Regions from separate parts of the Sus scrofa genome. Here all the other regions are linked to region 3. Evidence: chromatin contacts called from public Hi-C data. All regions are on one chromosome and are shown on one strand. The core of a region is the stretch at or near the end of the contact, and the rest is flanking DNA. Distances in the headings are between cores, read along the strand shown.

Region 1 (3,019 bases), core at 442-2,941, 150 kb before region 3:
CATACTTTTAAGGAACTCCTTATGTGTGGGTTGGGCAGTGCCTTCCTTCCAAAAGGCACAGTACAGAAAAGGGGGAAAGAGTAACTTTATAGTAGAGAAACCTGACAAACACCACCTCAGCAGGGTTATCAAGATTAATGTCAGTAGTGATAATTCACATTGATAGCTTGTAACCTTAATGTGGCACTAGAATAGCACTCGACCTCTGTGGTCTTCCCAACACCTACAAGCCCGTCTAATCATGAGAAAAATATCAGCTAGATCCCAGTTAAGGAATATTCTACAAAATACCTGCTCGTATTCCTTAAAATTGTCAAGGTCATCAAAAACAAGGGAAGTCCAAGAAACTGTCACAGCCCACAAGAGCTTAGGGAGACATGCCAACTAAATGTCAGGATGGCCTTACGTGCACTTGCTGATCCTGGGACAAAACACTAAGGTGGGATGAAAGCATAGCAGTCACCCTTCCAAAGGTTAGGGAAGCATCTCCGTGAATGCAGGTAAGTCTCCACCAATTTTCCTGACCCTCTGTGACATCAAAGGCTGAAATTTCTTTTCTTTTTTTTGGCCTGCCTGTAGCATGCGGAAGTTCCCTGGCTAGGGATCATCAAACCCACGCTACAGCAGTGACCCAGGCCACCGCAGTGACAATGCCAGATCCTTAACTGGTTGTGCCACAGGGGAACTACTGTCCCTCTTTTCTCATCATCTCTAAAGTAGGAATTATAATTGTAACCACCATCGTCACATCTTTTGTGAGAAGCAAGTAAAATAAATTATGCAGGGTGCTTGGTCAAGTCCTTAGTTCTCAATAAACATCAGCCACTTACTATTGCACTTTGTATGATTCATTTATAATACATTTTTTTCCTCTTGACAGAGTTTAAGAAAACTGTGAACCAGGTGTTGGAAAATCAAAACGACCAAAGGGGGCATTGAGTGATTACAGAGGTAGTTACTACAGGGAGCAGCTACCAGACTATTCTGGAGAATCAAAGGAAAGAATCTGAGTTTGCTGTTTTTTCATTTTTTTAATTAACAGCTTTATTGAGGATAACTTACACACCATAAAATTCATTGGAAGTGTATGCTTCAAAGGACTTTTTAGTAAATATATACAGCTGTGCAATCATTACCATAATCTAATTTCATTTTCACTTTTTTAATTGAAATGCAATTGACATACAATATTATGTTCCAGTGTACATCAGAAAGCAGTTTTAGAACATTTTTATCACCTCTGAAAATTCCCTCAACTCTATTTGCATTCGACACCCCCCACTCCCTCTTCCACACCTGGCCCCAGGTTAACACTGCTCTCTGCTTGGCAAGACTTGTCTAGTACAGTGTAAGTTAAAAAAATTCGGCAATAAAAGATCGTGCAAACGAGATGCTATTTAGAAACAGGGTTCACGGATTTAAAAATGATCACAAGTTAAAAGTTGTTTATAATTTCAAATAACATAGAAAGCATCATAAAGCAAAATTTTTAAAAGCGAGAAGAAAGGTTAGAAGAGGCTCCAGTTTGAGGCAGCTAGAACTGAAGTTGGGGCGCTACAAAGGGAGAGTAAGGTGTCACATGGGAGCTTCAGAGTGTAGCGCACACCAGTACCGGACCTGAGGCTACACCACCCTCACCTGAGCCAACCCGCCCCAGCCCTGGTCTCGCGCAGGCGCAGTGACTCCGGCTTGCCTGCGGGGAGCGGGCTGGGGGCGGAGCCCGAACGAGCGTTTGCATCGATCGCGAGCTCCTAGCGATTGCTTCTGTCTGTACTGTTAGTATGGCGTCCGCGAGAAAGCGGAGAGGCGGCGGGAACTCGGGTCGGGTCTCGCTCTGTGCTGACAGCAACCTCGCTCTGTACTGACAGCAACCCAGGGCCGAGTGGGCTATGGGGGAGCCCGGCTCCCTGGTCACGGGAGGCCGCGCCGGTGACCGGAGCTGGTGCTTGCGGCGGGTGGGGATGAACGCCGAGTGGCTGCTGCTGGAGGACGGAAAAGAGGTGAGGGGGAGGGGTCCTACTGATGCGAGGAAGGGGGTTGGAGGAGGTGGGGCAGGAGGGAGGCCAGGCGTCCCGACAGGGTGAGGTAGGGATGAATGGTAAAGAGGAGGTGGGGGAGGAAGAGGAGAGAGAGGTGAAGGCTGGGTCCTGGAGGAGGGAAAGTAGAAAGGAGTCTGGTGCGAGCTGTTGGGGTGTCTGAGGTGGGGGGTGTCAGGGGAAGTAGGACAGCCTGGGAGAAAAGATGGCCACTTCCGGAGCGGCCTAAGCCGGAGGGAAGAGCTGGGACCGATGTCCGGGTTGCGAAAAGAAGCCTGGAAGAGGGGCCGAAGGAGAGGTGGCCGTAGGGGTGGCCCAGAACCTGAGGACTGCTGGGGTTTTGTGGGGGAAGGAGGCGACTAGGTTGATGGGTTAGGGGTCTAGGACCTGTTGGGGTCGCACGAAGCTCTGCAGCCCCCTGCCAGGGAGGCGGAGCTGCCCCAACTTCGGAGTCAGAATGGCCCACGGTCGGGGGAGGGGGGAAACAGCTGCTGAGAGAGTGAACTTTTTCAAGTTTCTTTTAAAAAAGATTTCAAGTTTGGGTCGGGTCCCTTAAAATACTCAGACTATAACGTTAAAATGGCTTCTGTCTTTCCAACTCTGGGGAAAATTGGCGCTTTGGTGTGGGCCACAATTACCCTGAGTCTGGGTACTGCCCATTGGCATTCTCTGAGATGGGTTGGGGTAGGTAGGGCTTCAGAAATATAATAATTCTCTCTAAAAGGCTGCTTATAATGTTCTCTAATGGAATCATAAATGCAAAATTTTCCTTCTTTTTTGTTTTTTAGGGCCAAACCCACAGCATATGGAAGTTCCCAGGCTAGGGATCAAATTGGAGCTACAGCTGCCGGCCTAGCCACAGCCACAGCAACCCAGGATCCTAGCAGCGCTGGGACCTACACCACAGCTCAGGGCAACACCAGATCTCCGCCCCACTGAGCAACGCCAGGTATTGAGCTCTTGTCCTCATGGATACTAATGAG
Region 2 (3,266 bases), core at 156-2,655, 180 kb after region 3:
CGTGCCTCGCTCGGCTTCCACACCAGAGGCCGAGCCAGGGGAGGATGAGGTTTTAGTGCAAGTCCCTTCCCCAGCCGCCGGTGTGCGATCCGTCAGGGTCTCCCGAGCCAGCTGGGTGCACTCAAGGGTTCCGAGTCATTCCTGCCATTGGCAGCGTTTGGAAAGTGGGTACCACCTCCCCTGGCATCCCCGGCTTCACGCCAGACCATACGACCCGTCTCGGTGCTCTGGAGCAGCTAGCTCCATCTCCTCGAGCTCTGGAAAAGGGCGGAGACCCCGGCATCCACTCCAGAGTCTGAGCCGGGGTACCCACCAAACCCCGGCGGCGCGCGCTTTGCGCCTCTTGCAAAGTTTCCGCGCGGTGCTAAGCCGGCCTGGAGCGGCACGCGGGCTCTTACCGTAGACTCCTTGTGCCCGGCAGTGAAAGGGGATTAGCGCCAGAAGTAGAAGGCAGGTCACCTCCATCTTCACGGCCGGTGCTTCATCCCCGCGAGGCGGCGCAGCCCGAGAGGCGCCGGGGGGCGCATCCGCCGGGGCCCCGCGATGCCCCTTGCGTCTCCCGTTCCCGGAGAGGCGACGGAGTAGGCGGCCCCAGCGATGGAGACCGGGAGACTAAGGAGGCGGCGGTGGCGGCGAGCCGGGTTTCTCCTCTGGCGGGGCCGCTGCCCGCGTGGGGACGCAGGGGGCGCTGGCCGGCCCCGGGTGCCTCCGCGCGCCCGGCGCAGCAGCCAGCGCCCCAGCCCACGGAGCCCGGCTGCCGAGCCTCCCCGGGTTCCAGGAGTGTCTGCTCGGTGTTCTGGGCGCCAGGGACCCCTCTGCAGAGGCGGAGGCTCTTGGATCCAACAGGCCACCGACGACTGACAAACTTGTCGTTTCCCCGCCCAGGGGACGACCCTCAGCGGAACGGGGGCGGGGAGGCCCGGGCTCCTCTCGGGTTAATCCGCTGTCTCCAGTCCTGCGGCTGGTGCTGGGGGCTCAACGGCCTGACCCAAGGGGGCTGGGTTGGGCGTCCTCTCGGAGGCAAAAAGCCCCGGCTTTGGCCCTCCTGAGCACGGGAGAAGGGCTGGGCTCCGCCGAGGGGCTAGAGCCACGGGTCCCGAGTCCGCGAAGTTAGCCCAGCCACCGAGGAACCTCGGGGAGCGATCGCGCCCTGGCGCCCCGCGGGACTCAGGAGAGCAATTCCATTCAAGAGAGACCCCAGAACGCGGGGAAAGAAGGAAAGTTTGAGTCGTTTGAAAAATATTCGCGCTCTCGCCGAGGCCGGGGCTGCGGCGCGGGAGCCGCTCGCCTCCTCCGCTCGTCGCGCTCCGCTCCCGCCGTCTGGACGCGGCCCGAGGCTCTCCCGGGCTCGCGCTCTCGGGAAAACCGGGCTGCGCCGCGCCCCAAGTTGATCGTCCCCGCCCCCGCCCGGCGGCCTCCGCCAGCGGGGGCCCAGAGCAGGCGGGGCCGGGCCGGGCTCCCGGGCGCGGCGGCCGCTAGGCTCCGGGCCGCGGGAGCACTCCGCTCGCTCGGCAACTTGGGCTCCGCTGTGCTGCTTTCCCCCTCCTCCGAGCTTTTCATTCCGCGCTCTCCCCCCACCCCGCCCCACACGCCTCCCTCTCTCCTCCCTCCTCCTCGCGTCTCCTCGTTCGGTCTCTCGCTCTCCCACCCTTTGTCGCTCGCTCTCCTGTTTGATTCCCCTCCAGTTAAAAAAAGGAGCCAATTAAAGGCAGCCCAGCTCGCCCGGCCCAGCCTCTGTCCAATTTCCTCGCCTCCCCCAGGACCAATTAGAGAAAACAAAACAGGGCTGGGGGAAGCAGACTGCCTTTCTCTTTCTTTCTCTCTCTCTCTCTCTCTCTCTCTCTCTCCTCTCTCTCTCTCTCTCTCATTCTCTCCCTCTCCTCCCCCCTTCTCTCTCTCCGCCCCCACCCCACCCCCAGCAGGAAAATGTCAGAAAGCAGAAATGGATCCATCCATCCAGAGGACAGTGGCGAAGGGACAAGGGTTTTGGCGCGGGCTCTGCAGCGCGCTCACACACTCGCTCTTCGCCCGCCCTTGCTCACCCGGACCGGGTGCACTGATCCCAGTACGCTAGCTAGGCAGACGCGGACGTTCGCTCCGGGGACTCTAGCCTAGCCTGCGGGGCACTGCACACTTTGTAAATGTTTCGCACTTTGCCGCGGGGGGTGGGGGAGGGGAACTGAAGCGAGGGTCGAAGGGAAAGGCCGGGGCGCCAGCAGTGCTCGGGGTCCTGCAGGCGCGCGAGCTGGTCGCCTGCTGTGGGTCTGCAGGGCTGTCTGCTCCGCCCGGGAGTCCCTCCGCCCCCGGCCGAGCCCCGCCCCTTTCCAGACAGCCGAGGCCTCTCCCCGCGTCAGGCGTGGGGGCCCTCGCCGGAGCAGCTGGAGTAGCCGGGGGCTGAGAGGGCGAGATCAGAGCTCCTCCTGCCCGTGCCTCTGCCCACAGGTTGCCAACAGGTTTGTCGGCAGGACCCCGTAGCCAGAGCTCCCCAGGCCACCACCCCATTCTCCCCAGCTCGTCCCTCTCCCCATCCTGCCTCCCCTCAGGACCTCAAGCGCGCCCAAGCGCCCCAGAGGCGCCCTCTCTTTCAGCAGCCAAGCCAGGGGCCGGCTCCAGCCGCGAGGTCTCGCGCTCCCGGACTCCGCTACCTCCACCCGGCCCTCTGGGAGCAGGGGTGGGAAGAGCGCTGTTCCCGAACGCCGGCGGGGAGAGGCAAAGGCTAGGAAGCAGAGCGGGCGGCCTCCCCCGCACCTCCGATCGCTTCCCCCTACCCCGGTCTGGCTAATCTCACCTGCTCCACCTGTCGCCGTTATTTATCTCGGCGTGTGCGCCAGGATTGTATTAGGGCGGCCCCTGGGAGCGCGGAAAACCGCAGCAGCTAACAAGCCGGGAGATTACCAACCCTCCCCCCACCCCCGGAACTGTTTAATCTCCTGGGTGTGATGGTGGTCCACGACTCTACGCATCTGTCCAAACTCAAAAGAATGGACACCGAAAAGACAACGTTTCAGTTTGTAAATCAAAACAAAAATTCAAATAATAAAAATATGCCATCCCTTTCCTAGGCCCATTTCCTGCTGGGTCCCTCTTCTCCTGTCCTTCCAGGGGCTGCCCCTCACAGGAGCACGTGCCCCCAACTTCTCGGGTGGGGCAGCAGGAGTGTGAGGTGTCAGGAGGAATTCCAGGCAGGGGTGGGGGCGTGGGGGGGACGTGTCTCCAGGTGACACCTCCTCACCTTCCTTTCTGTCTCAGGAAGTCCGAGATCATTT
Region 3 (3,291 bases), core at 389-2,888:
GAGTGGAAAAAGACATAGCCTTCTTCTACCTGAACTGGCCATGTGGGCCTCGGTCGGATGAATCAAATCTTGCCACTTTCAGTTAATTACTGTGAAAGTATTTCTAGTATTGGTCTAGAGGTTACAAACCCATTTTAACAAGCAAATTCACAAATACAGAATCTGCTAATAATGAGGATCAACTGTAGTTGCAACAGAGCCCATATGGCCGACAAGGCCTAAGACAGTCACTCTCTGATCCTTTACAGACAACACCTACCAATCCCTGCTCTAGCCTGTTAGGAAAACAAACAATTTTCTTGTTCTTGAAGCCACTGACTGAATTTTGGGGTTTCTCTGTTAGAGCAGCTTATCGTGTCCTAATACAGGCTATAAAGCCTATGCCCTTTCCGCTAAGAGTGTCATCTCTTTTTTGCATCTGAATTTTCTTTTACAAGGTGATTCACTTTTCCATCAAGCTTTTTTCCCACCAAGTATGCCAGTATTTCTCAAGGGGTGGTACTAAAACCTGCATAAGCATGTGTGTAGCTTGTTAAAAATGTAGATTCTTAAAAAAAAGGAAAGAAAAAAATGTAGATTCTTTGTTAAAAACACACACCCAAGTCCTACTAAATTACTCAAGATAGAGGAGAATTCAACTGTCCATTTTTAACAAGACGTTTCTTCATGCATTTTTAAGACTGAGAACTGATGAACTAGTAATAAGTTCAAGATAATTATCCAGTATCTTTCTTGCAACTCCTGGGAGGGTGATTTAAAGGAACTGTAACACAAGAGAAACAAGATGCACCAGGAGGCAAATCACCTGGGCTTGATTCTCCATGCTTCAACCCCTTCAACCTGGACTCTACTTGGAACCTCAGTTTCCCCATCTATAAAAATTTCACAGGCTTGTAGTGAGGATTAACCAAGAATGCAAATAGAGTAACAAAGGCCAGTTGCTCAATAGACATCAATTTTCTTCCCCTTCCATGTGCAGTCAATTATTTGTAAGCTCTTTGGGAACATCACCATTCCAGAATTCTCTACAAATTCCCACAGGTTCCCATAGTATAATTTTTAAGCGACACGCTTCAGTACCCCAGAGGAAAAACTTCCCATCTCAGGGGGCAGTTAAGCCATCGGTAACAGATTAAACAGTATGGGCATCCCCACCTTTCCGGGTCCCCTCATTTACAGGTCTCTACCCCTCTGGGAAACCCTCACCACGAAGTACAAGCCCCTTTAGGGTTCCCCTCATTTAAAAGTCGCCCATCAGGGCCCCCTGATTTCCGTCTCGCTCTCCTTGGGGCTCCCCTTCCTCCAGAGGGAAAGAGACACGGATCTCCGCGTCTCGTACTCTCACCTTCTGTTCTCAACCCCTGTGGCCCCTCAGGCTCTCCAACCTTCGGATCCTCGTATTCCTCACCTCCGGGCACTCCATCTGGCCCTCTCACCACCCTCGCGGCCCTCTCGCAAATTCACGTCGCCCTCACTTCCTCCCCTCACCCACTCCTCCAACCTGCAACCGGGTGGACCCACTACCCCTGCATGGAGAGAAGGCAGTTAACCGTGTGGCCCACCCCCCATTTCTCCCCTCACCTCTAGAGCTACGCCCAGATTCTCCCGCTTCTTTTTGGTCATGTTACTTGCTGGGATCTCCGAGTCATTATTGGACGCGCCCACCAGTAGCACTACGCATGCGCAAACCCTCGTGCTTCTCTCTCATTGGTCACCGAGATGGCTGGCCGCGGGACTACTGGCGGTCGCCATCTTATTGAGGGGCGTAGCCGGTTGGGCCCGGCCATGTTTGTGAGGGGAACCACTATTTGAGGCTTCAAGCTAGGGGGCGGCGGGAAGAGAATGAGCCCATTGGCGCGGGAGGAACAATGGCCCGCCCAGGGGTGGAGCTGCCCCTTTCCTTACTAAAAGAAAGCCACTTTACCGCACAGAAAGGGTCATTTTCTTTCACCCCATCTCCTTCGTGTCCTTCATCCTTTTTGTAACCACCCCGCTCAGTGCGAGGCCAACTCCCACCCTTTAATTCTGTCAAGTTCTTCTCAACCTTCAAGGCCCATCCTGAAGCGCTGTGCCTCCATGAGCCCCTTCGCCTTTGAGGATGTTAATGACTTTCTGTTGTTGTTTCTCCGTTGTGTCTTGTTTGTACTCATTTTTCTTGTTGTGTCGGAAGAACAGTCTACAAACATCATAGAAAACTTTTAAGTGAAAAGCAGCATCCTTGGAGTTCTCTTGTGGCTCAGGGGTTAAGGATCACTGCAGCGGCCCAGGTCACTTTGTGCTGGTTCGATCCTGGCCCAGGAACTTCCACTTGCCACAGGGGCGTCCAAAAAAAAAAAAAAAAAAAAAAAATCCTGCCACTCCTAACACAGGTCTAGCTTTGTTTCTGAGTATTTCCTTCCAGGCTTGGTCTCAGTCACAGTATTTTATACCGTTGTAATCCTAATGATGTAGACTCTTTGAAATGCTTTGTGATCTGACGATTTAAAAAAAAAAAATTTGTGTGATGTCCCAGTTACTCATATACGCTACACCAAAATTTCCTGATAAGCAACTTTACCACCTGCAATACTCTCAAATATTTTCTAATCTAGTCTATTTAATTAAAAAATAGGTTGGTGACAGGATACTTATTAAGCTTATCTCATAATTAATGGATACTGAACTGCAATTTGAAACAGACATTTCCCCACACCTTGAAATCATCATTTGTGATGGCTGCATATGCCACCACATGAATATATCCCATTCTTACATTGGATATTATTTTATCAGACATTACCTCCAAATAATGCTAAAGCAGATATTTTTTGTGTACATAGCCCTGGCTGAATTATTTAAGATAAATTCGCACAAGTGGAATTATTGGGTCAAAGACTATAAGACTGGAATTGAAGCTGCTTATTTTCTGACGGGTTATCTCTCTGTTGGAGTCTGTGTTTCTGTGTGTGAATAATAACCCCAACTCTGTGTTTGGGGAAAAAAAGTGTTTTTGGATCTGTGTTCTCTTCTTGATAGAGTCATTGAATGATGGAGCTGGAGGGGACCTGAGATACAATCTTGCCTGGCTGCCTGACTGAGGCCCACAGAGGGAAAGTGCAGTAAATTCTGTTTGACCAGGAAGCACGCTGCTGAGCAGTTGTTTAGTGCAGTTCTCAGCTAAAAACCCAGCCCAGGAAAAACTTACTCAAGAACATTGTCCATCAAGTGTCAATCAACAGCATTTATTGTCAGAACACTCCTCACAGCATTGGTTCCAATCCCAGAAAAACCAGACTCTGTGCTTCCCAATTA

The links. Hi-C and Micro-C count contacts between places; a contact is called where the count stands out from the background.
Region 1: a contact with region 3 is called in a Hi-C map of liver, with 3 times the contacts expected there. The contact joins the promoter of RNF8 here to the promoter of CCDC167 in region 3. A contact is called at or near these places in 2 of 47 Hi-C or Micro-C datasets (heart right ventricle and liver) and 1 of 2 datasets of contacts at active chromatin or transcription factors (alveolar macrophages).
Region 2: a contact with region 3 is called in a Hi-C map of skeletal muscle, with 2.7 times the contacts expected there. The contact joins the promoter of MDGA1 here to the promoter of CCDC167 in region 3. A contact is called at or near these places in 2 of 47 Hi-C or Micro-C datasets (adipocytes and skeletal muscle).

What each region holds. Positions count from the first base shown.
Region 1 is chr7:32,930,095-32,933,113 of Sscrofa11.1, forward strand. It overlaps RNF8 (E3 ubiquitin-protein ligase RNF8), which reads left to right and starts at 1,692. Exons shown (of 8, transcript XM_005665930.3): 1 at 1,692-2,000. The coding sequence starts at 1,890.
Region 2 is chr7:33,267,808-33,271,073 of Sscrofa11.1, forward strand. It overlaps MDGA1 (MAM domain-containing glycosylphosphatidylinositol anchor protein 1), which reads right to left and starts at 1,406. Exons shown (of 17, transcript XM_001924567.4): 1 at 399-1,406. The coding sequence starts at 465.
Region 3 is chr7:33,084,092-33,087,382 of Sscrofa11.1, forward strand. CCDC167 (coiled-coil domain containing 167) reads right to left here and starts at 1,639. Exons shown (of 4, transcript NM_001243364.1): 1 at 1,582-1,639. The coding sequence starts at 1,623.